Linked DNA regions of Rattus norvegicus: region 1 is linked to region 2. The links are chromatin contacts, called in public Hi-C maps. All regions are on one chromosome and are shown on one strand. The core of a region is the stretch at or near the end of the contact, and the rest is flanking DNA. Distances in the headings are between cores, read along the strand shown.

The links. Hi-C and Micro-C count contacts between places; a contact is called where the count stands out from the background.
Region 1: a Hi-C map of hepatocytes shows a contact between it and region 2, with 4 times the contacts expected there. The contact joins the enhancer-like site here to the promoter of Nuf2 in region 2. A contact is called at or near these places in 5 of 12 Hi-C or Micro-C datasets (the A7r5 cell line, the Rat2 cell line, frontal cortex and 2 more).

What each region holds. Positions count from the first base shown.
Region 1 is chr13:84,869,722-84,872,449 of GRCr8, reverse strand. No RefSeq gene overlaps it. Among named protein-coding and RNA genes, the nearest start is that of Uap1, 39 kb to the left of the region's middle. Within about 2 kb of position 1,354, at least 8 of the 93 cell types and tissues checked have an H3K27ac peak or open chromatin away from gene starts, as enhancers often do.
Region 2 is chr13:84,254,062-84,256,873 of GRCr8, reverse strand. Nuf2 (NUF2 component of NDC80 kinetochore complex) reads left to right here and starts at 1,276. Exons shown (of 14, transcript NM_001012028.1): 1 at 1,276-1,385. It also overlaps the pseudogene Timm23-ps7.

The sequences.
Region 1 (2,728 bases), core at 105-2,604, 620 kb before region 2:
CTTAAAATTTCAGTACTAGGATATGGAAGAGTAGGGATTAAAATCCAAGTCTCCTGGCTCTCAAATCTTGCCACACGATCCAATCCAGACAGCATTCTGGAAATGTTGAGCACAAATTAAAGCATTTGAAAGAGGAGCAGATGGAAACTGTTGTGTTTTAACAAGGTCGAAGCTCTCTGTGCTGAAGAGGAAATGGAAAAGCTAAGAAGGGACATCAATTTTTTTTTTTTTTTTTTTTTTTTTTGTGAACATCACCACCAATAGTTGAAGGAAGAGGCGAGTGGGCAAGCTTTGGCCTTCAGTATCTTAGTTGGGAAGGATCACAGCACAAGAAGAGAGAGGGCCAGATGATGACGTGGCCAGCTGTGGGCCCAGCCATACTTGGGCTACTGTGAAATAATGGGCATCTTGACAAGGTTATGCAATGTAGCCAAAAGCCAATCAATTGTTCCTGGGTCTGGGTGACATTTTCTTGTTATTGGGAAGGTAGGTTGTGTGTGTGCGTGTGTGTGTGTGTGTGGACATATGTATAAGTGTACTTGTGTATGTACATGTGTATATGTGCACATGTGCATGTACATGTGTGTGAGTGTGCATGTGTGTATGTGTGGATATATGTGTGTAAGTGTACATGTGTGTATGTATGTGTATATACATGTGTATATGTACGTGTGTGTGTGTGTGTGAGTATGTACATATGTATGTGTGACAGCAGAGCACTTCTGGGAATAATTAACATTTGAGAGAACTGGGCTATATTTAGGCAAATCTAATTGTTTCAAGGGAAAGGTTCCTACATTCTTAGCACATGTTTGTCTGCTCATAAAAGACATACTGAAGAGTAGAGCATTTGACTGCCTGAATTTGGCACGTGTCAGAACGGCATAGTAGAAGAGGGCCTGAGAGCACAAGATCCTGCCCAACTGCATTCATTGAGCAATCAGGAAATGGAATAGAAATCTTGATAACTTAGATATAGGAGATGGGAAGAAAAAACAATCAGCCTGCAATTTGTGTCTCGGGTTGCAGGGAAAACAGAGTACCCTTGAAGAGAAGACACTTGAGGTTTCATTCTCAAAGATGAGCATATTCAAATGGAGAATCAATTAAAGGCTCAGGGTACTATTACAATCAGCATTGATTAGTCAAAAGCTATTGGGGGAGGGGTTGTTGCTTTATTGTTTAGTTCTTAAGTACGAACTTGGTAGGGGACAACATTGTGTCACAATGTCCAAAAGATTGGACACATCTGTGTACCTTCTGAAATCCTCTACAATATAGTAGCTCTGGTCTTTTCACCCCCATGACTTAACCTAGCTTTAATATGCCAAGCTGTCAGAAGGACTAGTGTAAAGAAAACTTGAGGCTGATAATATGAGGGTATCAGACCCAGTCTGGTGGTACACACCTATAATTACAGCTCCTGAGAAACGGAGGCAGGAGAATCTCAATTCATAGTGAGTTTGGAGCGAGGCTGAAAGACACGAAACTCTGTCATGAGCAAACATAAAATATGAGGGTAATATTCAAAGCCCGAAACAGAATATTTTTGGCAGGGTTGCTTCCTCACATCTTCTGACTGAGTTATAGACTATTTCCTGTGAGTCAGCTGTCTCCCTGACGAGAGTGCAGGCTTGTCTAGGGTCTTGGCTGGTCTAGGTTCTTCGTGGCTTTTGTGGAAGGTTTACATCTGAGCAGCAGAGGGCAGTACAAACGCACGCTGGGATGAATTAACGTGTCAGCCTTGGTTCAGGAGCTCTGGCTTTGTAGCGATGGATGTCACCATAAATCCTCACAGAGCTCACTTCCTACCCCTACCCCTTGCCCCCCAACCCCACGGGTGTGTCTTTCTGTTGTTCTCCCACTTGGAGAGGACTAGATTACTTGGTCCCAGTGCTTCATTTTGCATAGAAGTAACTGAGGTTCAAAAAGAAGCGACCCCCTTAAGGATGTACTGGATGCTAGATCTTTTAAAAATCCCCTTTTAAAAACGAGGAATTAGCTTTTTCTTACACCTTTACTTATTTATCACGCCCCCTCTATTATCTTAGAATCTCCTTAAAGTGGGTACAGCATGAAATTCTATTAAGACAATAATAACACTTAAATGATTATGATTACATAGCGGTGTCCCACAATCAGGTCTTTACTATGATTATGCTAATTTAACCTTCCTTCCTCCCTCCCTCCCTCCCTCCCTCCCTCCCTCCCTTCCTTCCTTCCTTCCTTCTTTCCTTCCATTCTTTTTTTTTCATGTCTATGAGTACGTTGTAGCTGTTTTCAGACACACCAGAAGAGGGCATCAGATCCCATTACAGATGGTTGTGAGCCACCATGTGGTTGCTGGGAATTGAACTCAGGACCTCTGGAAGAGCAGTCAGTGCTCTTAACCACTGAGCCATCTCTCCAGCCCGTCCCCCTTTCTTTCTGTGGAGTGCCTGCGGGATGCTGAGTCAGCAGAACTTGCCCTCTCATTCTCAACATTTTCTTATTTATTTCTTCCTTTTGAAGAATTTCATTTTTAGTCCCAAGCCCCTTTCACTCCCCTTGAGAGCTTTTAATCTTGCTAATAATATTGATTTAATTTCTAGTAGCATTCCTTAATTATGAGTCTTATATACAAGATCATTTTGAATCATGTATGTAGTGACAGCCCCAGCTTTATTCAATAGCAAACTTTACAGTGGAATTTTGAGCTATTCTACACTTCTATTGCGCTCATTATTAC
Region 2 (2,812 bases), core at 27-2,526:
TCTGTGTTTCCTTGCATTTATTCAGAGTTCATCCCAAACAGCAAAGGTTAGGTGTTTTATAGCTTCAGACTAGTACTACATAAAGTATTTCAAATGTATAGCTCAATTTTCAAAATCTTTCCTAAAGATTAATGTGGCTGAAGAGGCAAACAGATTAACAAGTTAAAACGATTAAAGTGAAATAAAGTGCAGACAACTACTTGAATTCAATGCTATTTTTCTTCTTGAGCCAGGACTCTGAACATGCACTTTAAAGCCCATAAATTTAGAATTTTTTTAAACAAAAAATCCAGAACATTGTGTACGATGTTTATCACTGTAGTTCTGATTACTTACGTAAAATGAACTGGAATGAAAGTCTCAGTAATGTTAAAATCAATACAACAGCGCCACCCAGTGAATATACTGGTTTATACAACTACCTCGCCAGAATTTTCCTTGTTAAATTGTACTGTATTTTCAGTATAGTCGTGTTCCAATTATTTATATGAAATTATGTCCTATAACATTAGCTCAAGAATATAACAATTAAACATCTTGCCTATTTATTCAAAATCAAGTAGTAAAGATATTCAAAGGATATTATAACATTCGTGAATAGAAAGTTCTTTATATTCTTTGTTACGTGTAATGTCAGCAAGCCACAAAGTGAGATGAACTAGTGATTCCTCTCATGAGATGTTTGGAAAGTGTAGAATCATGTTCCTGTACGTTTGTGCTTTTGGATTTATTACCCCCTATACTGACTCCTCAAAATGAGTAAATTTAAGATTTAAATTTAACAATGTCTATCCATCCATTCGCGTCCGCGCCCCAAAGCTTTCAGGAACCTTAGGTGAAATGATGTGTACAAATATCCAATGGGGTCAGAATTTGACCCCATCAAAGCTTATCAAATAGTGACATTGTTACTATTACTCCTGGATTCTCTATAATGCCTTTGATTAATCTGAGAATCACACATCCTCTATCCCCTGTTACTCTCTGAGCCAAATAGAAGGCGGCTTGAAACTGTCTGTCTTTTCGCTAACTGGGATGCTGAAGGCAAAGTTCCAAAGTCTGGGACAACAGAGTAAACGCCCACCGGAACTCCTCTCTTTAACTGCTGCGCTTCCTGGACAGGCGGAGTCGGGCTTTCGACTAGAAGCAACTCCCTGTACAATGGTTCCGCTGACCTGGAGCCCGCCATACTCCGCCACTCGTCAAGCCACACCCACCGTAGGTCTTTTGAGCTTTCCAGGCATCCGTCGCAAAGGAAGCGCGCTGTGCGGAAAGGGGCGGGCCTCGCATAGAAAGGCGGCTGGTTTGAAAAGTGACAACGGCCGGTGGATTTTAGGAGTTTGCTCGGTTTGTAACTGCTCTTTGGTGAGCTACTGGGACTGCAGGTGAGTGCGAGCGAGCGAGCGAGCGCAGGAGGACCGGGTGCAAGCCAAGGGCTCGCTAACTTAAAAACTTGTGTGTTGATTTGAGACGGGGGTCTCATCTATTCCGGATTGGTCTCGAACCTTCTGTGTTCCTGAGGCTAGTCTTGAATTCCTAATCCTACTGCTTCCATCTCCCAAGTGTTGAAATTACAGGCGTGAGTCACAAGAGTGCTGTCTGTGGGACTTGTTTGGATAAATGCTTGGCGATTTTTTTTATGTATCTCCATTGCGTCACCATCTCTTGATTAAACCAAGAACCGTTTATCAAAGGGAAGAAAGATGGGTGGGTGGCACCTGAGAAACAAAACCGGAGACTGCCTTTGGTTTCTACATGTACCTGCCTACCCGCAAACATAGACTAATACAAAGGAAGATATTGACAAAATAATATTTCAGGAGTAGTAACGTCAGTAGGACAGTTTGATATTGTGAAATATACATTTTGCCATTGTCCAATTCTTTGGCTACAGATCCGGAAATCCTTGGAATCCTTACGGTGATAAGTGAACTTTTGTATGTTTCTGGTTAGCTGTTGCTTGGCAGCCTCTGGTTGCTTTACTAGAAAACTAGGACAGCCCTGTGGACTTGGCCATTTGGTCCCTGTTCTCTGATTCTTGAAACTCAGCATTGATGAAATTGGTCATACCTATAAGGATAAAACTTGTTTTTTAAAAAAAAAAAGGACCCCCCCCAAAAACAAAACAAAACAAAACAAAACAAAAAACCCTAAAGGGTTGATTTCGAGTAACTCTGGGATAAATACACACATTATGGTTCCTCTAGGTTGCAAGTCCCTCCTACATCCTTGGCCCTGGTTGTCTCTTCATCCGGTGTTCATCCCTCATAATATCTTCTGTAGTAAACCAGTAGTAGGCATTTCCTTATGCCTGAGCTGCTCTCGCAGATGAATTGAATCTATGGAGGGCTTGTTAGGGACAGTGAGTGTCCTGGGGAGGCTGTCAGAAGCTTGAGTAAAACAACCTGTGAGCATCCCGTCCAAGGGGAGCAGGATGAAGATTAAAGCCTCAGCCTGTGGCTGCTGACATTGACCTAAGGATGGTTTTAGAACGTAATGCTAGGACACCTAGTGGTGTCCACTACATAATTATTGCCAGCTTGATGCTTGCCAGAAACCACTCCCATTTTAGGTACAAATTAGACTGACTTTGGTTGGCATGACTAGAAGAAGGTATATCCGTCTCGTTCACAGATGATAGGGTCTCTAAAGTGTCATAAAGGAATGGTCCCAAGTATGGAAGTAATCTTGTAATAGAGAAGCTTAGAAAGGAAGTCACTACTTTTTTTTTTTTCTTCACATTGCTTTTGAAAGCAGTGCCCTGTTAAGTAGGGATTTCTTGCATTCTGTGGGACAGAAAATAGGATCAGAA